Regions from separate parts of the Mus musculus genome. Here regions 1, 2 and 4 are each linked to region 3. A link is a contact called in public HiChIP or PLAC-seq data. All regions are on one chromosome and are shown on one strand. The core of a region is the stretch at or near the end of the contact, and the rest is flanking DNA. Distances in the headings are between cores, read along the strand shown.

Region 1 (6,977 bases), core at 1,350-3,849, 160 kb before region 3:
CAATCTTGGTGATTTTAGCTCAGTTGTTCATCCTGGTATTATGATATTCAGCTTTAATGGCAAGAGGCACAAGTAGGCAGTGCTTGGAAGGGATTGCCTATCATTGTCTCAAAGTCACCCGAAGGTTGTTGGCACCTTTTTACTTGCCTTGTCTTGGGATGAGCAATACCCAGAGCAAATAATCAATTGCAGTCAAGGTACATTAAAGCACAACAAACCTTCTGTGTGACCTGAGAATGCTCTGACTGTTAGCATGTCCTGGAAAATGGGAGATTTTTTTATTAAAGGGAATATGTAGGGCCCTCCCTACATATTAAGGTATGGGCATTTACACTTCTGTTGTGCCCACCACTACCACCAGCTAGCATGGTAATCCATCCTAAAACAGTCATCCAGGAAAGAGAAATTAATATCTGTTAAATGCTTACTGTGTGTTAGATACTGCAGCACATGAATTCACACACATGTTCTTGAATCTTCACCATTTCTGTAGATTGGGTGCTTCCATCAGCCAATTAAATGAAAAAAGAAAATGAGATTAAAGCACCTGTCTGGAATCACACAGCTGGTCAGGACTGAACTCAGTCCATGGTCACACAGGGCCCTGGCTTTTATCATTACACATCCACTTAAGGACCAGGAAACATCTTCCACTGAGGGCTGCTACCAAATGGAGGATGTCAGCATTCAATTGGTTCAGGACCATTTGTCATTAAGTCCTTTGTCCCAAATGAACTCTGCTGGTCTCTCAATCTATCACTGACTACAGGCAAACCCTATTTAGAGATCCATTATGTTGTTCTCAAGGAAACATTTTCTCAACAGGAAGGAAAAGAGTACAGGAGAGCATCTGAGGAGTCGCAGTGGTGGCTGTGAATCTTCTCATCTGCACCATCAGAGACATCCTAGAAGACTTGAGCTACCATGAGAGAAAAGATCTGAACCTGGCCTTGAGCCTGTGTAAGCTGTGTTCTGATCTGGGCTCTTGTGGCCATTAAAAACAGTCTTTTCCATGGCTTTAAGCACGTGTTGAATTTAGAGAAATTAATCCTGTTTGAGACAAATGAATGTATGGATAATCCCAAGAAGAACTCCTAAGCTCAGTGATACAAGGATAAAACAATAGTCCTGAAGTACGCACACTTTTTTTTTATTGAAGTAAATGGGGCAGGGAGGACAATGCTGATGGATGGTAAAATATAGAGACGGGGAAAAGGCTGAGAGATGCTGATCCTTTGATGTCTCATGGACCCCTCATGTGTTTTAGTCACCACATGCATTGCCATTCCAGTCTTGGTTTACTTCCTGCATGGCCTGCTTAGTAAATGACCCCAACACTCAGCCCATTCTATAACCCTGAAAGCAAGCCCCAGAAGCCACCTCTCTACCCCCTTCCTTGTATGTAGCCAGTCACTGGCTTTTGTTGTTACCCTTGAATTATTTCTCAACTCCTCCCTTTGACTTCTGCCACAATTAAACCACAGGAATCAAAGCCACAATCATCTCCTTCCTTACAGAAAATTTTCTAGTCGGCTCTCTCCACCCTATTCTTAGCTGCATTACGGATGCTTTTCTTCATGTTACATTGGATTTAGAAGAATAGGAAAGGAATTAAAATATTCCCAGTACAAAATACTAATAAGTATTTTAAAAATGGAAGTTTTGCTTTATTTAAAGATATAGTCTATGAGCGTGTCATATTAAATTACTACATCACATGCCATAAGTAGATACCATTCAGTAATTTTGAATGAAAAATGATGATAATAAGCCCCTTCCTTAGTAGACTGGATAACTTACATTAACTCTAGTCGTTGCTATATATGTTCTTATTTTTAATAAATTATTCTTGTAACCCCATGCCTACTTCTCATCTCCATTCTTTCTTCTTTCTCAACAATGCTCAGCCAGTTCCTCTGGGAAGCTTTCCACCACTGACTAATATCAGCTTTTGTGTTCCTCCTGAGAGGTGCCTCAGTTCCCTGTTTCCACTCTCTTGAAGCCAGGTCACATGACTTAACCTCTGGCCCAGGCACCCTCAGAAAGCTGAACCCATTCGTGTTTCTCAGCACACTGTCTGACACACCATAGGAACTCAATGTGTGTTATTGCTGAGAGTGTGCACAGAAGCTAGAAAGCACACTCAGCAGAATGGAGAGAACTGCACTAGAGCTCCTGTGTGAAAATCAGTGCGACTTTAGTCCAGAAAAAAAAAAAAAAACTGGAGGCTCAAAAAGGTCTCCAACTGACATTTTCTAGTAAAATAAATAAATAAATAAATAAATAAATAAATAAATAAATCTGTTTAAAGACATTAAGATCTATCTGCCATCACTCCATACCTCCTGTTCTCCTATGGACACTCTGCTTGGACACTCTGTTTTCAGAGTACATTTCTTTCTCACTGGCCTTCCCAATGATATCATTTGCTGAAGTGCCATAACAGAGGTACACAGTTTCAGCCACAGAAACCCATTGTCCTGCAGATCTGGAGTTCCATCTGTGGTGAAGAGGTTGGCAAGGTTGTTTCCCCCACCCCAAACCCCCGCCCAGGACTCTGAGACACAGTCTGTTACATTCCTCTCTCCCAGCTTCCAGTGGCCTTAGTCATTCCTTGGCATGGTGATGCTGTTTCTCTTCCCCCTGCATCTTCACACTGCTTATCCTCTGTGCGTGTCTGTCTCTTCACATGGCACCTTATTCTCATATTACTCGTCTTAAATAAACATATCTGTAAGGAACTTACTTCCAAATAAGGTCACATTGTGACATACCAGGAGTGTGTGTACATATACATATACACATAAGTGTGTGTGTGTGTGTGTGTGTGTGTGTGTGTGTGTGTGTGTGTGTGAATTTAAGGAAGATACAATTAGTAATACAGATGAGCATTTTATAGCTACCGTTATTGAGGCTCTGCCTTAGGTCCATGCAAACCAAAAATTTTAATACTATATGCATCTAAGGAAAGGAAAGTTCAAATTCATTTCCTATCAACATCTTTAACAGAAATAAGTTTGATGGCACATGAAACATTCCCTTCAATAGTTACTTCCTGTAAAGTTATGTGTGCAAGAGTGCCAAGGGGAACATAAAAGCCCTAATGATGTCTTCAAACACCATGAAGAGAGAAACCCTGGTGGATCAGGGATTTTTATCTAGGGAAAAAATACTTTTAAAGATATCGTCCTTCACAAATGATAATCACTTAATATTTATACAATAGCTATTTATTCTTTACAAGTATATCTTTATCAATAGACAGAAAAATTACTTTCAACTATTGTATTTTAGAATTCTATTACAATGCTCTCAAGGCTAAAATGAGTAACACTGTTTCACACCTTGGTACTACATCCCTTGAATGCTGTGCTACAGTATTGCTAAGAACAATTGGAATTTTCTTTGACTCTTAGTGAGTTTTCATCAGAATAAAGATACAGTTTTCCCTAGGGCAGATGCATTCCTGCATAATTGTTAATGGGTGTGTAGTAAAGGTGGAAGAAAAATACAAGTTTTTAAACGAACAAATTTGGTTAATGAAATACTAATTTTGAATCCAAAGGATTACCACAAATAGTCCTAACCAAACCGAAATCCTCTTCCAGGAACTGAAAACAATTAAAAGACTGTGATTTTTTTTTTCTTATTTACATCCTACAGACGTATTCAGACCAGAGGGTTTTTGATTGCCTGTCAGCGCAGGGAGAACAGCGAACAACTGAACCTAGTTTCTTCATGAGAGTGAATATCTGTGAAATCACTGCAAGGAAAGAAGAGATTAACAAATACAAACTTCTCTTCTGTGAAGAAGGAGGGATATATAATTAGAGTAATTACAGTTTAATCCTCAGGATTATATTGATAATTAGAACAGAACAAATGTGATAAAACAGATCAGTATTTTCAAATGGCAGGTGAATATCTATTAATAGTTTATAGAACCAAATTACTGAGTCACATGTAATAATAAACAAACATGGCTGAGAATATATGTAGCTCAGTGGCAGGAATGTTTGTCTAGTACACCCGAGGCTCTGAGTGCTAATGAATGGTGAAGCCTTTACTAGTTATGAATTCACAGCAGTTATGGCTGCTTGAATAAGACCAAACTAGTAAACATTCCATGATGGATGTCAAGATAACTCCCAGGCTGGAAGCTATTAGCAGCTTATGAATGGCAGGAGAGGGAGGGTCACTTTTATTCAAGGGTGCAACCTTTTATATGTTGCCTGTTCTCGAGGGTGTCCTACACTCATATGCCTGTAAGCAGTATGAATTTGGCTCAGTGAATTATAAAGAAAAAGAAAAAGAAGAAAAAGAAAATATGAAGTGGGAAGAGAGCATGGAAAGAAGCCAAAAAGAAGTTGGAGAAGGTTATAAGTGGATATAATCAAAATGCATTTATATATTTTCAAAAAGAGATAAATAAAATAGTATTTCATGACATCTTTATTCTGAGTTTACTAAGTACCATATCAATAAGATATGTATATTTTACTGAAAATTATTCTCATACGAATTTGAAAGCTACTAGCTATCAACTCAGCTGTTTTGGCTCAAAACTCCTCTCCAAACTGACTGATTCAAATGGACTTCTCTTAGCTTTTGACTGAATTGCTCTGCTTGGCTTCAAACTAATTCTGGCAATCTGTTCGAATTTTCTGGATTCTAACCTTCTGGATCTTCCTCATTCTCTGGCCCCTTCTATCTTCATGTATAACCTGTCTTTGTAAACCTGCCCCCCCCAAAATCAATCTCTCTCTCTCTCTCTCTCTCTCTCTCTCTCTCTCTCTCTCTCTCTCTCTCTCTCTCTCCCCTTCCCCTCCCTGTTCCCCTCTCCTTTTCCCCTCTACCATCCCCCATTTATCTCTGAGCTTCTCTCTTAAGAGACCTCTCTTTCCTGGACTGTTCTTAAGAGGGATGAATCCTTTCTCTGATTCATTCCATCAAATTTTTTTCTCTTATTCATCACTTTGTTACTCAATTAAAAGTCACTTCCAAACATGGCTGCTTCCTCCTACAAATTAACTTTGCCTGCAGTGTGTGGGATTAAAGGTGTGCACTAAGGTCCTGTCTGTATTCCAGCCAAAGGGATTAAATGTGTGTCATTCCAGTCAGATCACACAGTCCTAGGTCTTTGGATGTGTTCCTTTGCCAAAGCAGGCATGTTGCTGGATAAAATTTCTCTACACTACACACTTGAGTCTGAGAAGTCGGAGGCCCAAAGCCCAAATAGTTGGCTAAGACTGACTCCTATCTCTGAGAGGTATTTTGTCTTCCTTCCCTCCAGAAATGGAGTAGGCAGATGTCAAAGGGAAATGATGAATCTCTAAAAAATCTCACACAAATAACATTATAATATCTTGTAAAAAAAAAAACTGAACCAATAGCATCTAAGCAATATCAGGTTTAATTTACCAATATAGTTGCTGACTATATACCAAGAAAGGAGAGGATAAAACAGGACTCTGGGCCGTGATTCTCCCTGAGGGAAATAAACAAAACTGCACCAGAGCCCAGAGATTGAGCTCTAAGCTCAGATAAATATTCTCACATAGTACAGATTCCAACCTATAGCCTCAATTTTTAACGTGTCTAAATATTGTTTATGGTATGTGCAAGATTGCCACAGAGAAAAATGGCATTTATATAATCTGATATGCTGTCAATTTAGGAAAAATAAAAATACCGACTAGATTATTTTTTCTCCCAAACAGAAAAAAAACTCCTTATATTATGGGGATATATATATATCCCCATAATATAAGTTTTTATAGTGCAGTTTTGTTTATTTCCCTCAGGGAGAATCACGGCCCAGAGTCCTGTTTTATCCTCTCCTTTCTTGGTATATAGTCAGCAACTATATTGGTAAATTAAACCTGATATTGCTTAGATGCTATTGGTTCAGTTTTTTTTTTACAAGATATTATAATGTTATTTGTGTGAGATTTTTTAGAGATTCATCATTTCCCTTTGACATCTGCCTACTCCATTTCTGGAGGGAAGGAAGACAAAATACCTCTCAGAGATAGGAGTCAGTCTTAGCCATAATATATATATATATTATGAGTACATTGTCACTCTCTTCAGACATATCAGAAGAGGGTGTCAGATCCCATTACAGATGGTCATGAGTCACCATGTGGTTGCTGGGAATTGAACTCAGGATCTGGAAGAGGCACCTCTCCAACCCAATATATTTTTTAATTCAGGTGGTGCAAGGATATTAAAATAAACCCTAACATCCCTGATGATCGTGTGTGTGTGTGTGTGTGTGTGTGTGTGTGTGTGTGTGTGTGTGTACATATACATCTGTATTTTTATAAAGCATCATTATCTTTACTAACCACTGTAATTGAACTAATAAAATTTGCTGCTAGTCTTAACTACCAAGATGAATATATTTGGGCTTATTAACAAAACTCACAGAGGCTTCCTAATATTTTATTCGGAAACCAAGTGGCTGAGCTCTCCCTGGGAGCTGCCCAAGCTACACATGGCCTTTGGGCTATAAATGACTCATCGATGGACAGCCACACAGGCAGCTTGGGAATTTCCATCCTTGTTCTGGTGAGCTTCCAAGGCTATAACTGAGGATTCTCACCTGTCTGCTTCTTCCTCAGGCTTCCCAGCAGAGAGTGAGTAGACCATATCAGTGGCAAGTGTGAGACAGAGTTCCTGAAGAGTGAGAAAGTCTTACTAATGTGTGCGGACAGAAGGTCAGGCGCCTCATTATACACCTCCAAAGCCTTCTCCAAACCCTCTGGAGACCTGACTTCTTATTTACCTTATAATCCCACCATCTCATGTGAAAGAAGCCAATGAGCTTAATTTGAATGTCTGCATCTCAGACCTCATTTCTAAACTCTATTTCTGTTCCTCTAAGCCCCTTTGTCAGTTAGGTCATATGGCTCACAGGATTCTCTGCTATGTGTGACTCATTTGAGTCATTTCTTGTGGCCAAAAGAACCCCC
Region 2 (7,214 bases), core at 376-2,875, 230 kb before region 3:
ATGCGGGGAGCAACCACCCAATCTCTGGTTGGATTTAAGAGACACTCCATAAGATGGAACCCATTCCTGACACCGCTCAGGTGGCCAAGAACCTGAGACCAGATAGGTCAGGGACCCTGAAGAAAACCACATTCTATTGTTCTGCTAAAGGAACATAATGACAATAGTAGCAATAAAATGGCTGTTAATAACATCCTGCTGTGCTCATAAATCACAGTGTTCTGCTCAGCCATCACCAGCAAAGCGTCCTCATGCAGTAGATGGGAACACATGCAGAGGCTCACAGGCAGGCCATGTGCACAGTGTGAGAGAGCTCGGAACGTTCAGTACTAAACAGGATGTTTCATCAAATCCCTCCCCTCAGGGCTCAGGAAATTGTGTGAAAGAGGCCAGAGGGAATAGATGACCCTAAGAAAACCAGATACAGCGGGACTGGTGCACTTAGGAACTCAGAGAGACCTGTAGCAACACACATACACACACAGGGCCTGCATATGCCCAAACAAGATGGGGTCTCAGTACTGAGAGGTGAATGTGACCATAAGCTTTCATCCCCAAACAAGAACCAATCTCCAACTGACAGCTGCTCACAAAGGAAAAGTTACTTTCTCCAAGGGAGTATTTGCTGCGTGTTGCTCAACCCACACTTAAAGGCAAGCCCCATGCTCAGCTGTAGATGGCCATCATAAACTAAACTCATTTTATTTTCTCTTACTGCTTTATTTGGGCTTTTGTTTTTGTCTACCTTACTGGTCTTTTGTTTGTATATTATTGTTTCTGGTCTCATGGGGTTTGTGGGTTTTATGTGTGTGTGTGTGTGTGTGTGTGTGTGTGTGTGTGTGTGTGTGTGTGTGTGTGTATGTATGTTTCTTGTGTCTTTTCTTTCTTTTTGTTTATTTCGTATTATTCTTTTCCCCTTTGTCCATTTGTCTTCTAGAGAGAAAGAGAGATAGAGAGAGACAGAGACACACAGAGAAAGAGAGAGAGAGAGAAAGAGAGAGAGAGAGAGAGATAAAGAGAAGGCATGGATTTTGAAGTACGTGAAGTGAGGAAGATCTGGAAAAAAGATGTGCAGGGGAAGCTGTGATCAGAATATATTTCAAGGAAAAATATTTTCAGTTAAGAATATATTAAAAATCCACAGTTATACCAGGAAATAAGCATATATATATATATATATATATATATATATATATATATATTCACAAAAAGTATCATTCATCAGCCTATAGACAAATTCAGAAAAGCTACTGAAATTCAAATAAATGAAATAATTAGTAGTGTTTCAATTTTAAGGTAAACATATTAACTTTTATCATTCTTGCATTGTTAGGTGCTATCGGGGTTGAGGGAGTTGAATCAAGGATAGAGAGGAAATTAATGCACTACTTTTTAAACCCTTCCGTACATTTAGAATGGTCTCAAAATGAAGTTTTGGGCATGATAATCACATCTTGGAACTGCTAGGACAGGAAGAATAAAATACTGACTACAATTAGCTCACACCAGCCATTGGAAAAATGTCTGCAGAGAGAGGCAGACGTGATCTCACACCCAGAGACCCTAAAGGGAAGGTGACTCAAGGGGGAACAGTGGACAGCTATGGAAGCAGCACACCATCTGAGGGCAGTGACTCAACTTCCGGTGAGTCACCTTCCGGCCCCTTCCTACCCCACAGCCGTCAGTTATACAGTCTTATCGGTCTGAAATGTGGGCTCTGCTTCTCTGCAGCACCCTGGCTCCTGTTCATCCACTTGATGAATCGTTTCTCCTGCAGGAGCCTTCTGGGGTCTAACATGTCTGAAACAGATCATTTTCTTAAAGAAGGATTCCAGTCCTTTACCTCCTCTCTTCCAGAACCTTCCACCTTGTTTTACTTAGACTACATCAAAATTCCTTAGGGTAGCATGCAAGATACCTTACTGATACTGAGCCACTCCTTAGCGCCAGCCTTATCGCATCTCACGTCTCTAAACAGCCAGATTCCTGCCTCAGCTTCCGGAACTCTCATGAATTCCAGAGCAGATCTTCTCCTGACCTCTGTCCCACCAAGTCATTCTACCACATTAGCACCTTTCTCTGCAATGCAAACTCCATATTTTCTGTTTTTAACAGACTTCCCTGGTTGTTCCAGAGAATTCCTACTCCTACTCTGTCCGTCAGGGTCTGCAAGGATAATTAGCACTCTCCCTCCGTATATTCCTCTGCACATGGCTTTTGGAACATAAGTCATGAGACCCATTCTCTTGATAGTGTGTAAATCCTTTAATGGCAAAAGTGGTATTTAATTCATCTGAGAATTCTCAGCCCCGGCTCTAGACCTGGCTCTTAGGGGTCAGCCACCACTCGTGGTAAGTTTGAAGTCAATGAAAACGTACTCAGATGTGATGTTTCCCAGAGCTGCAAAAGGAGCCATTGTGAAAGAAGACACACGGCCACGCATGTTCCTATTGAATTCAACTTTTCAAATTGCACAAAATACTGGAGAGGAAAAAAAAGCCAGTGATTCTAGGTAAACACTCGGGAGTACCAGTGCCCAGGCTGGCAATTCAAATGCTTACAGAGAAGCCGAAGCAGCTCCAAACAAAGGTTGCTATTAGCAACAGAAAATGCAGCTAGCAACATCAGCTTCAGGAAGAAAAAGTAGGCAAAGATCGGGCTCTAAGAAAGATGGCCATAATGCCAAGGATGAAATATGCAGTACAAAATTGTCTAGCATTCATTTTGCTTTATATTTTTTCCATCAAGGAAAAGAATGTTCACAATATAAGATTCAGATAAACATTGTTAGAGAAAATGAAACCAGTTTGCTTTGAAAAGAAAAAAATTATGTCACCAGTTTCGATTATCCCGGGGTATGAAAATAACTTGATATAAACTGCTTACAAGAAATTACTGTCATCCATGGATCACAGATTATAAAGGATGAAATTGTAGAGAAGTCTGGAGATTAAAAACTTTCCATTAAAAAACAGAAACAAACAACAACAACAAACCCAGACTGAGCTGTTATTAGGAGAGCAACCCTGGGCATCTGGGAATGGTAAGTCTCTTAAACTAATATTGAACTCCCACTAGACTACATGAGTAATCTTATTCTTTAAAATTGTCACACCACAAGAACACGGTCCACAGAATCAACTAACCAGGGCACATAAGAGCTCACAGAGAATGAACTAACCTATATAGGTCTGACCTAGGTCCTCTGCATGTATGTTATGGTTGTGTAGCTTGGTGTTCTAGTGGGACTCCTAACAGTGGGAGCAGGGCTCTCTCTGACTCTTTTGCCTGCTTTTGGGAACCTTTTCCACTGGGTTGCCTTGTACAGTCTTAATATGAGAGCTTGTGTCTAGTCTTATAACTTGTGTTGTGACTGGGTGATATCCCAGAGAGGCCTGCTCTTTTCCGAAGGGAAATGAAGGAGTGAATCTTGGGGAGAGGGAAGAATGTGGGGAGGGACTAGAAGGAAAGAAGGCAGGGGAAACTGTGGTCAAGATGTAATATATAAGAAAAGAATAAGATAAAAAAAGAATAATAAAGAAAAAGTGTTGTCATATACTGTAAATCTTCATTGCCCAATATAGCAGCCACTATTGACACCTCATTATTCAAAATTATATGATTTATTTTTATTTTAAAACCATTATTGAGTTGTACCAGGCTTATTTTCACCACTCATTACACACACACACACACACACACACACACACACACACACCCTCTACTGTTTATGATAGTGAATAGTTCAGAAAACAGACCATTTTCATCATTATAAAAAGTTCCATATATCAATGTTGTTAAATAAAAAGTAATCATTAGAAACCAATAAAATTCACTGAGATTATTATATAAAACTAATAAAACTTCTATCCACTGGAAAGGCTAGTATATCTTTATGGATAGGAAAATTTTTGGTATAGACTTTAGCAAAATATCCAACAGCTGTTTCATGAATTTCTTATCAAAATGAAGAAAAGTGAGCAGACTATACTATGTAACTGTATAAACAATTATCTAAGTGGTATTGACTGGTGGAAACACATATTTGGAATCAGTAATCTACAGACTAGTAAACTAACTCCAAAATTTTTTTCACCGACCTTCTCCTCAGTAGTTTTTTATCACTAATATACCTGCTAAATAAAAGAAAGAGTTGCTGAGTTTCTAAATAATTAAGTGTGAGATTATTTTCTAGCTCTCTGAAAGTCAGTTTGGTAAGATACATAAAAAAACCTTTTATAATGCTATTCTATGGTTCACAGTTCTTCTTTCTCTGTGGAAAAAAATCACGAATGTTTACAAGGACTTAGTGATATGCATGCAGAGACAATATTTTGTGTATTGCATGGATGCATCACCAAATTATTTAGAGAAATGTGAATTTCATGCAGTAGAATTGAATCAGCCACACTTGCATGGATCCTGACTGTACTCCTAAAGACAAAAGCAATGTTATTTAAATACATAAAACTCTGTGTGTGTGTGTGTGTGTGTGTGTGTGTGTGTGTGTGTGCTTTAAAAAAATTCCTTACTTGCCACTATAAGTAAAGACTAACAGAAAAAAAAAGTGAGATTCTGTCATTTACAGCAAAACCGATGATGGAGCACATTCTACTAAATAAAATAAGCCAGACTTAGGAGGAAAAGTACTGCATATTTCCTGTCTAGTAGAAAGCAAAACAAAAACAACCTGAATATTAACTAGTAATGACTGGATTCTGAGAAGGGACAGCAAGCGAATGAGAGGCCAGATAAGTGTCAGTGTGCAGATGGAGGAATGGCTTTCGCATCCCACAGCACAGTGTGATGACTGAGCCCTCAACAAACTATTATGTATTTTGTGATGATCCAAAAGAGAGGAGTTGTAGGCTTCAGGCACAAGGAAATAATAAGAAAAAAAAAACAGTTAATTACCTGAATTTGGTCACTGCAGACTGTGTATATATATTGAAATGCCACAATGAATCCTATTAAAATGTACAACAAGCATACAGATTATCATAATAAAATTAATCTTGAAAAGTAAACACTGAGAGAATAGCTGGAAAAAGAAAAAAAGGAAAGGATGCCAGAGTCCTTGGAGCTGGAGTTACAGCTATTGTGAGCTGTTGGATGTGGGTGCTGCAAACCTAGCCTGGGTCCTCTGCACAATCAGTAAGTGCTGTTAAATACTGAACCATCCATTTCTCCCACCCCTTTCATTGATTTCTTTTAAAAAAGGAAGGAAGGAAGGAAGGAAGGAAGGAAGGAAGGAAGGAAGGAAGGAAGGAAGGAAGGAAAGAAGGGAGGGAGGGAGGGAGGGAGGGAAGGAGGAAGGGAAGAAGGGAAAGAGAGTGAGAGAGAGAACAAAAAAGACGATTATGTTTTTAGAACACAGCTTAGAAATAAATATTAAACAGAGAAATGTCATAGTCATGAAGTGCTTCAAAATTTGCATCCAGACTCAGCACTTCCCAAACAAGGCAAAGGCACATTGTTCTCACAATGCTTTCAGGGACAAGTTAAAGAAAGAATTATTCAGTACGTGTCCAAAGTGAGTGCTCTACAGGGGAGAGTCACAGAGGAGTAAATCTCAGCGTTCCTGTGAAGCTAGTCACTTCACAGCACTCTATGGGACTGCAGACCCAGCCCTGTCACAGCACCAAAATAGTGACCTGTGCTGGAAGGAAAATAGAGTAATTCCCGATACTAAGAGGATCCAAGGTTTCAATCTTAGGTGTAAGGAAAGATAGACATGATCAAAGTACAGCATATGCATCTACAGAAAAGTTGCCATGAAACCAACAGCACCTGCAATTTATGTTCCAATAATTTCAATTTGAAAGATGAGCACCCACCGTTTCTAGCTAGAACCTGATTCACAGCTCCTAGCATAAGGGAGCCAATTTGAGGGGAAAGTATCCCAACCCAAAAGAGTGTCTGAAAAGATGCTCTGCTTTCAGAAGGTTCTGTTCATTTCACACACAGCTGTGAGTATACCTATTGATTAAATCCATTTACAGCATCCTAAAGCAATTCGAAGCATGAAATAATCTGAACACACTAAAACACAAGATTCCTGGGCTAACGAGATATCTCAGAAGGTAAAGGCACTTGTTATCAAGGTTGACGATCTAAAGTCAGTCTCCAGAACCCACCTGATGGAAGGAGAGAACCAATCCCTGCAGCTATCCTCTGGCTTCTCAATGTGTGCTATAGTATGTGCTCATGCATATACACATACACAATTCATACTCACACATACACTGACATTCACATACACACATTTACATATACTAACTCACACACACACACACACACACACAAATGAAGATCATACTCCATACTGCCAGGATTCTATAGAAAGTGAAGATCTAGAAAATAGACTAGCATCTTATGTGGCTATAAGTAATTCTGAAATTTATATTTTCATCACACTTGATTTATGAGGGTTCATTTGTCTTCTCTCGATATGCAGGAGTAGTTTACAGAAACACTGAGTCAGCACACCTGCCTATAAGTCATCCAAATAATAAGGACATGTCACTCACAGAACTCTTACATCTAGGAATGATACAGAATTATGACTACACCCACATTTGAGGATGTTTGATTTATGATTTGCTTTGTTTGTGGTGGTAGTGGTTTGATTTTTGTTTGGTTTGGTTTGGGTTCTCGGCGACCAATAAAAGATTAGAAGGAATGTTTGTCCAGTTCTTAGAGTGAATTGCTAGGCAAGATGGGACAATAAAATTGCCAGGATCTCTTCATGCTAAGGGCAGGACATTCTTATAAGAAGGGATTGTTGATTAAATGTGATCAATGCTACCAGCCATTCCCTCTTTCCTGGAGAATCTTGAAGATACGTGTCATGAAGACACATACAGAATCCCAAGTTCACTTTGCTCCCTGCCAAGCCCTGCTGTTAGGTTTGTGCTGAGGTCTCCACAACTCCTTTATAGAAGACAGAGTTTGCATGTCACACAGCAGTGATAAGACTGGCCTGGTTCACCAAACAGCAAACACACACCACGTTTCTTGATGTTGATAGTGTGTTGTTTCTCACTATCCAGCAATAAACAGTGTGATTTACCTCCAGAACTCTTAAGCTCTAGTGGAGAAAATAAAGAATTAGGAAAAAACGAAGGCTCCGCCAATAGCTACCAGCAAAAAGTTCCGATGCAGTCCACCAAAAGCGTTAGACTCTTTGTAGATCTTCTACCACACTGCTTTCC
Region 3 (6,853 bases), core at 1,005-3,504:
ATACAGACCTCCTTTTCTAGGGCTCTCGACACAGTCGCCCTCCTCTGCCTGCTCTCCATTGGTTTCCCCCCTTTCCTGAGACTTGGAGCCCTCCTCTGACTTGGAGGCCCACTCTCGATCCCTCTCATGGGGTGAGGGTGGAGGAGGGGGCGCGGGGGCACGTCACCTCTTTATCTCTGGACCCAAGATGCAGCATCACGCCAATACTTATCAAATGCCTAGAGATGCTAGTTGGCGGGATTAGGTGCAACCTAGCTTCTCGTTAAACTCAACAGGGAGTTTTAAACTCACTGAAAATCGTTCTGATTTCACTGACCGTGGGTGAAGCTCAGAGGCTGTATTTTGTAAAAGTTTCCCTCTTCAGTTTAGGGGAATCTAGATGGATAGATAACCTTGTTACTTCACACCAGGACTCCAAAGCCCGGAAAGTTGCAAAAGGTGTAATTATCGTTCTCAAATTTAACTCTTTAGTTACATTTTTAAGTAGAGCCTTTGGATTCTGAGACAGCAACTTTAGAAGTCTCCTTAAAAGTTTGTATTAGAAGGGGAAAAAAAGTGTTTAAAATCGTCTCATTCACATTCAAAGCTGCAGTGCCTGGAGACTCTCCTAAAAGCCTCTTTCAGCCAGGAGCCGGAACATGAATAAATGGCCCCAATGGCTGAGGAGGTGAGATTGTTCTTCCTCTCCCACCTAAGTTTGCCAGAGTTCTTGGGAGTGCCTCTGCCCCACCCTCCTCTAGCTTCCAAAAACCAACAGGCCATTGCCCAGACATGCTGGCCTTCTTTTTCCCGTCCATTGTGAACCTGCCTCGCCCGTAGAATTCTGTTGATGGGGTGGTGTCTCTCATGGGGATAGCGTGACCAGAGAGGCATATTCACACACAGGCAGTTTTATTTGTTTCGTGCCCTTAATTATTTAACTGTGGTTGTGGTTTCGGGGGGGGGGGGGGTTGAGGGTAAAGAGGTGGGAAGGGGTTGGTTAAGAGAAGGCTACTGGTGTAGCAGCAAACAACCAGAAAAGGTTATGATACTCACCCACACAAAAAACAACTCCATTTCCCCAGCCCACCTCTTCCTTCGGCTTCGCTACACAACCACCCGATGTTTGCTCGTGCCAGGAGGAAGAGGAAGGGAGGTCACAAAAAGAAGCAAGGCTTCAAAAACTGCACCTTGAGTCATGACTAATCCGTGTTGTTTTAAGATAATTTGAATAGTCACATTAGTAGAAAGGAAATTAAGACCCAAAGATCCGACAGAGGTTGTGGGAAAGTCTAGGAATCTTGTTGCTGAGAGACAGGAATTCTGGAAGTTTCACTCTACTAGATCCTCTTACCGAAGCTGAAGTATTTCAGCTGAAGTATTTCGCTGGGGATCTGGGAGGAATATGCGTTCGGCTGCTAATGTGAAGCTCAGAATAACAGGACACTTGTGATACATACTGGGAATGGCTTCGGAACCAAACACGCTGGGTAACGCACTGGTCACGGCAAGCATGCAGGCTTGAGTTCGGATCCCCAGAGCCCACACAAAACTGGACACAGCGATGCTGGACGCAGTGGTAAGATGGGAGTTGGAGACAGGAAAGTCCCCAAGAGCTTACGCATGGGCCAGTTGGCCCGGTTTACAAAGTACTGAACAAGAGGCTGTCTCAGACAAGGTGGAAGGCAAGAAAGGACCCCAAAGATTATCCTGTGACCTCTCTGTGTGCATAATGGGAAACTATACTCACACACACACACATGCACTTACATAAAGGTTTTTAAAATAATAAAATAACCACATCACCAAACTTATGTTAGTGCTGGTGAAGATGGGATCCTATATAGTTTAGATTCTGGACAAATGGACCCAAAGAAAGGACAGGATGGGGGTGGAGGAAGAGCAGTCCACTTGCCAAGGAAAGTCAAAGAGTGATTACCAGTAAAACATGGTGGTAGCCCCAGTTTTGCACGAGAAGACAATGGCTGTGGTTCGTGGTTTCTGCCTCAGGGTTTGTCTCCCTTCACTACTAAAGGTCAAGGGTGTTTCCGGGTAAGAAAGTGGAATTATGGGTAGAGGACAAGCACAGGGGAAGCAATTCTCACTGCGGGTGGGCCATATTCACAGCAGGGTGAGATTACAGCAGGAGTATTAAGTCAGAGGTACTGGGGCAGGGGACTCAGTGGTTACAACAACTCAGATTTTTTTTAAACTACCTTTCAATCCCGAGTGGTCAATATAAACTGCATCTGACTCTGCTTCCTCATTTCTACGTACGTAGTTCATGGGCAAGTGATTTCTATGTAGTTCAGAATTGATCAAGTTCACAGCACAGGCATAGAAGTGCGAAGATAATTTTATTAGAAAGGAAACTAAAACAGGATCATCTAGTCAAGAAGAAGAACAGAAAGCCCAGAAACTCCCTCCCAGAACCCCTGGGAATCCTTTGCTCCCTAATAGTGGCAATGCGGTTCTCCTCCTCCTCCTCCTCCTCCTCCTCCTCCTCCTCCTCCTCCCTCTTCCTCCCCCTCCCCCTTCCCCTCCTCCTCCCCCTTCCCCTCCTCCTCCCCCTCTGTAAAGGACTCAGCTGCTCCAGGGTTCCACCTGGATGCTCCCTGGACTGACTCATTTTCACCCAAGGGTTGGGTGGTATAATCAGAGTGAGTTATTTGCTGGGTCTCAGCCACACTTAGAAAGCCAGCCTAGCCCAGGCTCCCTGTGGGTTTTATTGCCAGTTGCCTCTCCTTGGTGATTAATGCTCCAAGGGAACTTTCTGTTCTCTCCTCCCCCTCCTACCACCCCGGGGAAGAGGCAAGGGTTCCCAGGCTGGAGGTAAAAGGAATGGTAACATGGCAAAATTAGGAAGCCTGGTGTCTTGGTTAGTGTCAGAATCGCAAGTAAAGGGCTCTCAAACCTGGGCACTATTAAGGGGAAGTACTCAAAACAGATCTATGTGTCCTTGCTAAGGTAACAACAAATTGAAATCAAGCCCTTCCCATGCTTGCTATGGACCACAGAATACCTCTATACATAGCTTCAAGACATCATAGATTGCAACCCGATCCTGGGTCTTAGTTGACTGAGTTATTTCTGGAGACCCTACTCTTCCATATCCTAACATCCTAAACAAAAAGAAGCCTTCAGTAGCTGCTGTGAAGCCAGATACAGTCATGGACACCTACAGTCTTCCACTGAAAAGGAAGAGGTAGGAGGATTAGAGGTTCAAAGTCATCTTCAGCTACCTAAGTTGAAGGCAAGCTTGGGCTATACGAGACTGCATCTCAAAACACACACACACACACACACACTCACACACTCACACACTCACACACACACACATATACACACATACACATACACACACACATGCACACACATACACACACATACACACATACACACACACACACATACACACACACACACACACACACATACACACATACACACACACACACACACACACCCTGGCCTCTCCCTCCAGACTCATTTCCTAACATTTCAGATCTCAGATCTCAAATTCTGTTTTCTATGTGTGCTTTTGTTCATGTCTTTCCTTCTTTCTGATGTTGGACTGGCTGTTCGATGAACTCAAACTATCTGACGATGTGGTCAATCCTCAGTTTTTCCTGAGTTAGAGCAAATAAAGGCCATTCATTCCCTGGGGCATTATGTAACAGAGGCCATAAGGAACAGGAAAGGTTTCTTGCTCAACCTGACGTGCCATGTGCAATCGACTTCACTAGACTCCTCCAGATCTCACTGTTTGTGAGAAGTGAACAAACAGCCGCCTTTTTTCAGACCAACCCTTCATACCAAAAAGGAAGATGATAGAGGAAGACAAGCCGATGCTCCTCCCTAGTGTTTATCTTCTGAGAAGCTCCCCATCAAACAAAGGTCCCTACCCTAACGGCAGAACCGAGGACTTGGATCTGAGATCCTACCTACCACTACCCACCGCCTCCCAGTCTTTCTCCACATTTCTCTCCATTTCCATCAGTGTTCGTGTTGTCACGTCACTGGGCTTGTATTAATTCTTTATCAGCTGTTAAGGGAAGGTGGTTTTTTTTCTGGACATTACACAGCCATCATGGACAGAGAGGTTGTTGGGATAACCTAAAGACTGCTTGGTCTTAGAGACTAGGCAAAAATCAGAACACAAGAGTAATATCTAAGTCTAAGATAAGAGTGGTGAAGCTGTGAACACTCCCTAGGAAGAGAAGCGGAGGGAGGGTCACAGGGACCTCACCTGAGAGCACAAGCAATATTCCCTCTCTCGTAGCCACCAGAGGCACAGAGTCTTAAGGGAAGTTCTGGGGTGCAGGAGGCAGAAAGTTGAATGAAGCTGGGATACCAGTAGTGCAGCTTTGGAGAGGACCTGTGCTCCTATAAGTACCGACTAATCCATACTTCTGTAAGCATGTTCAATAAACTCATTCATTGGCCAAGTTACACTTGGGTGGAATCATTACTTTGGCCTGCCACCAAAGCCTTATCCAGGGTAAGCAAGCATCCGTTCCCATCTCTCCAAGAAAAGTAATTCAGCAAACAATAAGGAATAGACTGGAAGGCTTATTTCTTCAACTACTTCCCTTGAAAGTCACATTCCAGTTTAGATAGGAAATGTTTCTAAAGGGCGTTTGTCCTGATGGGTTGGTCCCTAAATAGCCATGACGAGAGGTGGGGCCTTTGGAAAACGAGTCATAAGGGTTGATGATGGTGAGCCATTGATCGGTGGGAGAAACTCGGGAGGGAAGGTCGAGTTGACACCAGTGTGTCTTTGCTCCACGGCCACCAGGAGGTCGGCAGCTTTGCTCTGTTCCATCCTGCCTCCACCCCCACCATGACTTTCTGTCTCACTGTGGTGTTGCACCTTGCCAGGGGCCTACACTGACAAGCCCAAGCAGCCGAGGCTGGAATCCTCTGAGAGCCTGAGGCAAAAATCAATCTTTTCTCCTTCTAAGTTGATTTCTGTGAGTGTTTTGTCCTCACCTTTGCAGACTGTCTATTTTATTGCAGAGGTGACCGGAAACCTGGTTAACATGAGTCACATACAGATTTCTAATAGCACATTAGATATGCAATCTCTTTTTAATTTTTAAAATTATCCTCTCAGATAATATATCCACAGTTTCCCCTCCTCTTCCCTTCCCAGCCTCTTCTCCCACCCCTTCCCCTCCCCAACTGATCCACTTCTCCTCCATTTTCCTTCAGAAAAGGGCAGGCCTCCCATGGATATCAACCAAACATGGCATAAATATGCTCTAATTGGGGGCTATATGCTAACGTTCTATATATTTATATATTATTTTACATATAATACTTACAAACTATATATATTATATATATTTATTTACATATATGTTTTATAATACAAATCTCAGAGTTAAATATGTGGTAAGTCCTCACCTTTGCCGAGTGCATATTTTATCACTGAACGTAGAGTATTACACCCAATCCCTGCATCTGTTCAAAGGCCTGGTTTTAAATTCTATCTTTTCTGTTTCTTAAATATGTCTGACACAAGCAACTCTCCCTCTAGCCTTCACTTCTACCCTGGCTCAGACCTTCATCAGCCTTCTCTTGAACTTTTGAATCTGCGTGCTAAACAGATTGCCAGCATCCTGTTTGCATTCCCCTCCTGCATGCCCACGACAAAATCTACTCTCTAGATCTCAGCTCAAGCCTGTTACCTGTATGATCTAACTACTTCTGTGGTTCCCATTACCAGTACACACAAGAGCCTTTAAAGAGTGCACCAAGCTCTCCAAAAGCTGCCCGGTGGCTCCCTGTAGTCAAGTTTTTATAGTTAGCTACAGACACGTACGTTCTTACGTCTTACCACTCTGTATATCTCTCCAGTTCTGAAACACCTCACTGACCTTTATCCACTTGCTGATGTCTGTTTGCCTTTGAGACAGATCTGATGTCTCCCATTTTATGGACTATTCCACATTACCCAAGGCAGAGCTGATAGCTCTCTCTTCTCATCACAATGCAACCCTGTGATTATATATAAGATCGCATTTATTGAGATGTTTTGCAATAAATCCATTATATATAATGCCTCTACTAAACTATAAACTCTATGAAGAAAACTAATATAGTATCTTTATCTCCTGACTGCTTACATAGTTTTTTACAATTAATCTATAAATCTTGTTAAATAAGTGAAAAAAAATGAATGCACAAATGAATGAACAGAAAAGAAAAGAAAGGGTAATATAAGCTTAGTAATTCCAGTCAGTTTTAAAGAAGAAATGATCCAGATTCAAACAACCTAACCCTCTTGCTCAGATTTACCCAGTAGTAAATTGCAGAAATAAATCTCAAACCAATATCTTCTCATGTCTGACCCAGATGTCTCTCCTTTCAACTATGGACTTCCAGCCAAATAAACACAGTAACAGCACAACTGAGATCAGCCTGAACTCTGTCCTAGACATTCCCCATCTCTGAAGCAAGGATAATAACATAATACATAAATTAAAACTTTTTGATCTGTATTTACATGCTTTATGGACTACTTAGCTATGCTTGTATAATCCAAACTGAGTGATTTGAAAAGAACATCGTGTGATGTGCTCAGTTGTGTGTAGTTTGAACCTGTTTAGTAGAAACAGCAGTCACTGCTCCATGGTACATCGAGGCAAGCCATCTGAAGATCTGTCTTCACATTGGTACACTCACCGTTCAAAGATGCCAATTAGGAAGTTAGCCAGGACCATGGGTCAGGTGTCTCAATTCCTCTTCATGTGTTATTTTCAGAGTCAGTTGAGCTGCTGAGCAGAAAGAGCATCTCAAGGTCCCAGGTATGTCAAGAAAACTGCAAAAGTTCATTGCACAGCGTCACTTCTGTATCTAGACGCCAAAA
Region 4 (7,399 bases), core at 2,461-4,960, 180 kb before region 3:
TAAAAGAAAAAAAAAAAGAATTTACTTAAACCTCCAAAAATCTGTCAACCGTGTGTCATCCTGAAGCTCCAGATACATAGAGCTGGCTTAAAAAAAAAAAAAAAAAAAAAAACCTGTTGACCCAGGGCCAAAGTGATGACTCGACAGAACAAAGAACTTGCCACTCATGCCTGAGCCTGACCAGAGTTGGCACCGTCTGTAATCCCAGCACCCTCAAGCAGAGATGGCAAGCAGAGATCAGAGAATGCTTCAGAAGTCTGTGGGCCAACCAGCCTGGGCCCAAAGGAGAGCATAAACAATGACAGACCCTCTGCCTCAACAGGGTGGAAGGCAGGCACCCACTTGAGAAAGTTGTCCTCTGTCCACCCAGGAGCAGAGGCATGCACACCTACACTCTACACACACTAATGGGTAAAACTACGCTTAATAAACATAGACATTTACATCCGTAACTTTGAAACTTTCAAGGTTGAACAAATTTTCTGAAACCGAGAATATGCTTAGTCAATGAGTTTCCAGAGACAGACTTTCATGTGGATTCAGTCCTGTGAGAGTTATACACATTGACACCCATAGATTTTTTTTATTAGATATTTTCTTTATTTACATTTTAAGCGCTATCCCCTTTCCTGGTTTCCCCTCTGAACCCCCCCCCATCCCCTCCCCTCTCCCCCTGCTCACCAACCCACCCACTCCAGCTTCCTGGCCCTGGCCATAGATTTTGATCCAAGTTCCAAGTGACTAAGAAGACACAGAAAAGCAGACAGCCAGGCAGATTCGAGAGGTGTGAGCAGGCAGAGTACATGTGATAGGAGAATAGAGAACACCAGGAGCGCAAGGGTCCAAGCTGAGAAAGGAGGCAGGAAAATGTGGGAGGGAGAGTGGGTAGAGTGAGTATGTTGAAAATGCCAATCAGAAAATAAAATCACAAGAAGACAAGGGATCTAAATTCCCAACTGGTCCCCAAAACTGCTTCATGGCCTCTAGGTGCCAGAGCCTGGCGAAATGGTGACAGGATCTTCTCAGGTTTACCAAAGAATGGATCTGCTGAAATAGTGTACTGACATTTTCACTGAGCTGCAGAGCCCCTCCTCTGCACACAGGCTTGCCAGTCCTTGGAGTTCCTGGAGGTCTTGAGCATGGGTAATGGACAGAGACAAGAGTTGAGACTGGGGGCAGGTAGCTCTCTCTTCTTCTAAACTTTATTATTATTATTATTATTATTATTATTATTATTATTATTATTATTATTATCTTGTGAATTGCATCCTGGCCACAGTGTCCCCTCCCCCAACTCCTCACTGTCCTCACCTCATTTCCCCTTCTCCTCAGATCCAATCGTCCTCCACTTCCCTTCAGAAAAGAATAGACCTCCTAGGGATAGCAATCAAATACAACATAACAAGATACAATAAGAGTAAGCATGAAAACAACAACAACAAATCAGGCTAAAGAGTCAGAGATACCACCGCTCCCACCGTAAGGAGTCCCTCAAGAATACCAAGCTACATGGACATACATGGACATACATGGACATATATACAGAGGACTAGTTCGGACCCATACAGGCTCTCTGCTCATCCCATCAGTCTCTGCGAGCCCCTATGAGTGCTGCTTAGATCCTGTGGGCTGTGTTCTTGTGTTGAATACTACCTATAATCTCCTGTACTTTTTCTCCTCTGTGACCTTTATTTTGTGAATATTCTTCTTAGTAAATTCTCAAATTATGATGATGGAGAGGGTCAGCTGTTCCCTGATCTTGACAAATTGTTGATCGTTTTATTTTCTTAAGAAATAATGTGAACACATGGACCAACATATTTCACTGTATAGGTTACTCTTCTTAGAAGAAAGGACGTGCGTGAATTATGTACATATCCCAAACATTCCTTTCCCGGTCTGATTACACCAGTGTAAGAACTTGATTAAGATATAAACTTTATCCTTGCTTTGGGGGCTGATTACTTAGTGGGGAATTGGTTTTTAACATTTAGTATAATCCAGGTACTTGGTCTACAAGTACTTCTATATGGAGAAACCAATGCTTTTATTTGATAACTCAATATATGTTCTGAAGATACAAAACTGACTTTATTAATTCATTTTCCTTGCATAAAAATTAGTTGTTTAAAAGTAGTTTGGGGGTAGGAGACTAATTGTTTGGGAGTGAAGCGTAATTCAATAATACAGTGTTTGCCTGGGATATGTAAGGTCCTTGGTTCAAGCAAGAAGCCTCAGAAAGTCTGTCTTCTCATAGTTTTTCTTATAAACATCTTGTCTCTGACTCTTTTGCCTGCTCTTGGGACTCTTTTCCACTTACAGGTTGCCTTGCCCAGGCTCTATATGAGGGCGTTTGCCTTGTCCGATTGCATCTTGTTTTGTCTTGTTTGGCTGTTATCTCTTGGAGGTCTGCTCTTTTCTGAAGGGACACAGAGGGTAGACTGGATCAGGGAGAGTTGGAGCTCGGGGGAGTGGAGCTGGGAGGAGCAGAGGAAAGGGAAACTGTGGTCAGGACACATTGTATGATACAAGAATCTATTTTCAATAATTATTTTTAAAAAGTCATTCACTTCAGTTGTTTTTCCACTGTGATAATGGATTTGTTCTGACTCATTGATGCTCTTTTGATGGGGTTTTACTGTAAACAGTGGCAAATGTGTGAAATGTTTATGGGGCTTAGCACCATAGGTATAAGATAGGATTTTCAAATTTTATTTTCTCTGTACAAAAAAAAAAAAATCATTGAGTCAAAGCTAAGCTCTTAGCTCCTTTATCAATGAGTTTAGGTCAAACAGGGTAAACTATGAGTTCAAAGTGGCCTGTCCATTTATAATTAACCAGAATGTGTACTAATTACCATTTAGCAAATGCCGTTTATGACCAGATATTGTACATCTAAATTAGCTCTCAACTAATTACTCTGTAAGTACACGGTAGATACCATAACTAATCACTTATGATGTATTCCATTTCCCAGACAATATGTTGACTGAAGCATTGTATCACCATGAGTCTATCTGAAGTAGAGTGCAAAGGGCACACATGACCAAAGTTGGCCGAACAGCATAGCAAAGGATTTAGATTCCATAGTGTAAAGTTAAAAGTTTCTTTCTTTCTTCAACTAAAACATCTGATTTCTTATTTATTATTTATTGCCTCTGGCAATCATCTTAGAATTGCAAAGGAAAACAGCTGGAAAGGACCTCTCTCCCTGCCCGAGAAAATATCCCTAGCCATTAATGACATCTTGGAGCCACCTGGGACCCATTCCTTTCTGCACTTCCAAATAGATAGTTAAGGAAATAAATGAGCTCCTGCCAAAGCTCATTTAGAATGGGACCCTTGTCGGTATTATAATTCTAAATGCAGACTTTATGACCCAGAAAGCATGCCACATGGTGCCAAAAACTACTATCTCCACTTGAAGAAAAGTGACACTTGGAGATCTTGTGTCTCTTCTTTGCTCTGTTAACAAGTGGCACTTGTACTGTCCAATCACTTTTTCTCTACAATAGTATGTGGGTACGATATTTTATGATCCACTTTCTGAGGAAAATGATCACTTGGACGAGGGAAAAAAATGTTTTTCTGATCTGTCCATTAAAAACAGATGATGAAGGTTAACAAAAATTCATGAGTCAAGACTGATACTACTAAATACACCAGCTATGTCTTTGGAATCTAAAAATACACCAAATGACAAGCTATGAAGTGCTCTTGACGTCAGTAGATGACAGTCACCAGCTGAGATCACTGTTTGACCTTCTCGAAACTGCCTCACAGATAAACCTGTGCTGCAATCTTTTAGGTCAAGACCATAGAATAAAACTGGGCGTGGCGCTATATGCTTGTAATCCCAGTCCTGGGAGATGCATGCAAGAAGATGAGAAGTTCAAGGCTACCCTCGGCTACATAGTTAGCTGAAGCTGAGCTGAGCTGTTTCAAAAAACAAACAAACAACAAAGACTGTGCAGTCATCCTGGTGGAGTTCCTGAGCCACTGTTACATGCAATAAGACATTACATCCTTCTAAACTGGGCTAAGAGAACACCCAGAGCTCAAACAACCTCATGATCTACATATTAATTATGTAGGGAGACCTGGAGAGATGCTTCATTTATCTTTCCTACACTTCATTAATTCTTTATGCAACTCAAATTTGAACCTAAGCTACCAAAATTGCCTTTAAGAGGCTTTTCTCACAAAATTCAGTGAAATCCATTCAATTTTTAAAATATCTGCTTAGCCGAATCAGAGTTGTATATTGTATATCTTCGACACTAAAGAAGTTTCTGAACTTTTTCTTTTTTTTTTCTTTTCTTTTTTCTTTTTTCTTTTTTTATTTACAACCTACTGTCACTGTCCTCCTGGAGACACAACTCTGCTATCTTTTTTATCTTTCTGGGTGTATTTAGAAATAAGTAGACTTATGCAAAAAAAAAAAATAATAACTAATCTAGAGGAGGAAAACACAGTAGACCCGTGTTGATTCTTCACTGCCCTGCTCAAATATTAAAGTTAGTATCTGAACTTAGAAAACCCACATCAACAATGCCCTGCTGCAGCTCATGGATCTAAAGGCTCACCCTATCTCCTCCCACCAGCATCCTATCCAAAGGGCAAGTACAGAAAAATATTTAATTTGTGGGTGAACAGAGTTATGACTCGATAAGTCACCAGCTTTGGAGCAGAGCCACAATTCATGGTTCTCAGCCAGTGTAAACAGGGACAAGGAAATACTATTATTTTCACCATGGTGCACTGAGTGCAGGAGAAATGGAAATGTTAACCCATCTGGTATCACTGCGCTGCAATATATCTATTTTGTGTACTGAGTAAAATGAGGTCGGGTTTTTTCCTTTGGAAAAAAAATGCTTTTAAGATTTCAAAATACATTGTCTAGACTGGCGGTAACTTCAAGGTTTCTATCTCATGAATGGCATCATGGGGGAAACTCTACACATACTGAAGTGGATATTTCAGGTTTAGAAACTGCCTAATTATATGTTCTTGGGGCAATCAGATGAGCAATGTAGGCTAAGTGAATATAAGTGCGTAAATGACAGTCTGGATAATATAAGGAAATTATTCTCAGGTCTAGCTAGGTGAAAACTACCATATTGGTTCTATTGTGTTACATAAACAAGGCCTTTGTGTTCCAGGGCAATGATTGCATTCTTCATTGTTTATGTTATGTGTGAGCAAATTCTCTTCAAAAGGTTGGGTGTGCTCCTAGGCCTCTTTTTGTTTATAGGAACATAAGATAACCTGGGGAGGAGCTATGCTGCTAAGAGGATGATTGCACATTCTCTTCTTTAATCCTTTATCTATTGAACTGTAACAGACTGACTCTCTCAAGATGTGTGTTTTGTGGTGTTTTATCCACTCTATCTTTCTCTTTTGGCTTTATTTATGGTTTAGTTTGTTTATGCTATAGTTTTGTTGTTATTGTTGTTAAAGCATCTAGACTCTTTTTTAAAGTACAATTCTAGGACTCTCAAGCTTATCCGTCTATGTTTATGGAAAAGAATATCCCCACTTTGAATTTATGATGGCCTTCCCTCATACATGCTAAAATCAAATTTTCTTTTAAATTATCTACTTCCACTATTTACATCTTATGAAGCTAGGATTTTTTGGCATAGATTTATATATATCTTTTTCCAATTTTTTATTAGGTATTTTCTTCATTTACATTTCAAATGCTATCCCGAAAGTCCCCCATACCCTACCCCTCTCTGCTCCCCTACCTACCCACTCCCACTTCTAGGCCCTGGTGTTCCCCTGTACTGGGGCATATAAAGTTTGCAAGACCAAGGGGCCTCTCTTTCCACTGATGGCCGCCTAGGCCATCTTCTGATACATATGCAGCTAGAGACAAGAGCTCCGGGGTACTGGTTAGTTCATATTGTTGTTCCACCTATAGGGTTACAGACCCCTTTAGCTCCTTGGGTACTTTCTCTAACTCCTCCATTGGGGACCCTGTGTTGCATCCAATAGCTGACTGTGAGCATCCACTTCTGTGTTTGCCAGGCACCGGCATAGCCTCACAACAGACAGCTATATCAGGGTCCTTTCAGCAAAATGTTGCTGGCATATGCAATGGTGTCTGCATTTGGAGGCTGATTATGGGATGAATCCCGGGTGCAGCAGTCTCTAGATGGTCCATCCTTTGGTCTCAGCTCCAAACTTTGTCTCTGTAACTCCTTCCATGGGTGTTTTGTTCCCAATTCTAAGAAGGGGCAAAGTGTCCACACTTTGGTTTTTGTTATTCTTGAGTTTCATGTGTTTTGCAAATTGTATCTTGGGCATTCTAAGTTTCTGGGCTAATATCCACTTATCAGTGAATACATTTCATGTGAGTTCTTTTGTGATTGGGTTACCTCACTCAGGATGATGCCCTTCAGGTCCATCCATTTGCCTAGGAATTTCATAAATTCATTCTTTTTAATAGCTGAGTAGTACTCCATTGTGTTAATGTACCACATTTTCTGTATCCATTCCTCTGTTGAGGGGCATTTGGGTTTTTTCCAGCTTCTGACTATTATAAATAAGGCTGCTATGAACATAGTGGAGCATGTGTCCTTCTTACCAATTGGAACATCTTCTGGATATATGTCCAGGAGAGGTATTACAGGATCCTCCGATAGTACTATGTATAAATCTTTTAATACATAAAAATATATTCATCTCACTAATGTGACTTAAAGACACTGTGGTTCTTCTTCAGATCATATTAACCTAATGTGTCTGAAAGGAAAGTCACAGAAAAGTGACACCACATTTTATTCAAACCAGAGTGGCAAAAATCTCAACACAGCCTCTGCTGGTTAGTGTGAGCATGAGCAGGGTTTCTATGCACTGCTGCTTGGCCTGGAATCTGACACAGACTTTTTAGAAATGTAATCTGACAACACATGTAGTTGTAGAGTGTAATGCTTTAATTCTTGAAAAAAAAACACTGGTGTATCAAATAAACACATTTAAGGCAGCCTGTATATGTATGTCTGTCATCTCAAAGCAAACCCCACCACCACCACCACCACTACAGGCCATTCCTTGGGAAAGTGACTGCAGTCATACAAGTGACGCAAGAGCGAGACAGGAAAGGCCCAAAGGAAAATAAAATGTCATCATGCCTCAAGGCAACAGGTCCTTGATTCTGCCTCCCCTAGAATCAGGAGATGGGAGCACAGTCATTGGAGAAATCGGAAAGAAAATGAGTGTAAAATTTAATGATAACCACTCAAAATAGCTGCTACACAAGAATCTACAGCTAAAGTTAACTGTGCCCTCACAAACTTTCACCACAAACTTGCCTGACTCAAAGACACCTCAAGAGGACATGCCATCTCAACAGGTAAATGTTTGCACAAATATTGATTGCCAGCTACATAGT

What was found. HiChIP or PLAC-seq counts read pairs in DNA pulled down with a chosen protein or histone mark.
Region 1: a contact with region 3 is called in a FOXA1 HiChIP or PLAC-seq map of pancreatic cancer cells. The contact joins two enhancer-like sites. A contact is called at or near these places in 4 of 484 Hi-C or Micro-C datasets (adipose-derived mesenchymal stem cells, bone marrow-derived macrophages, pancreatic cancer cells and 1 more), 4 of 115 datasets of contacts at active chromatin or transcription factors (CD8 T cells, effector CD8 T cells, large pre-B cells and 1 more) and 1 of 9 other capture datasets (embryonic stem cells).
Region 2: a contact with region 3 is called in a BATF HiChIP or PLAC-seq map of CD8 T cells, with 6 read pairs. The contact joins two enhancer-like sites. A contact is called at or near these places in 3 of 484 Hi-C or Micro-C datasets (bone marrow-derived macrophages, pancreatic cancer cells and peritoneal macrophages) and 4 of 115 datasets of contacts at active chromatin or transcription factors (CD8 T cells, bone marrow-derived macrophages, embryonic fibroblasts and 1 more).
Region 4: a FOXA1 HiChIP or PLAC-seq map of pancreatic cancer cells shows a contact between it and region 3. The contact joins two enhancer-like sites. A contact is called at or near these places in 2 of 39 promoter capture datasets (the 3T3-L1 cell line and 3T3-L1-derived adipocytes), 3 of 484 Hi-C or Micro-C datasets (embryonic fibroblasts, pancreatic cancer cells and uterus), 4 of 115 datasets of contacts at active chromatin or transcription factors (the NIH/3T3 cell line, embryonic fibroblasts, pancreatic cancer cells and 1 more) and 1 of 9 other capture datasets (embryonic stem cells).

Annotation. Positions count from the first base shown.
Region 1 is chr16:55,629,817-55,636,793 of GRCm38.p6, forward strand. No RefSeq gene overlaps it. Among named protein-coding and RNA genes, the nearest start is that of Gm23003, 38 kb to the left of the region's middle. Within about 2 kb of position 2,600, at least 51 of the 459 cell types and tissues checked have an H3K27ac peak or open chromatin away from gene starts, as enhancers often do. A contact at or near this core is called in CD8 T cells and pancreatic cancer cells, where this site is marked.
Region 2 is chr16:55,553,751-55,560,964 of GRCm38.p6, forward strand. The region is part of intron 1 of Gm45968 (a long non-coding RNA gene); the gene reads right to left. Among named protein-coding and RNA genes, the nearest start is that of Gm45968, 25 kb to the right of the region's middle. Within about 2 kb of position 1,626, at least 143 of the 459 cell types and tissues checked have an H3K27ac peak or open chromatin away from gene starts, as enhancers often do. A contact at or near this core is called in CD8 T cells and pancreatic cancer cells, where this site is marked.
Region 3 is chr16:55,786,832-55,793,684 of GRCm38.p6, forward strand. No RefSeq gene overlaps it. Among named protein-coding and RNA genes, the nearest start is that of Nfkbiz, 32 kb to the right of the region's middle. Within about 2 kb of position 2,255, at least 74 of the 459 cell types and tissues checked have an H3K27ac peak or open chromatin away from gene starts, as enhancers often do. A contact at or near this core is called in CD8 T cells and pancreatic cancer cells, where this site is marked.
Region 4 is chr16:55,608,386-55,615,784 of GRCm38.p6, forward strand. No RefSeq gene overlaps it. Among named protein-coding and RNA genes, the nearest start is that of Gm23003, 17 kb to the left of the region's middle. Within about 2 kb of position 3,711, at least 30 of the 459 cell types and tissues checked have an H3K27ac peak or open chromatin away from gene starts, as enhancers often do. A contact at or near this core is called in pancreatic cancer cells, where this site is marked.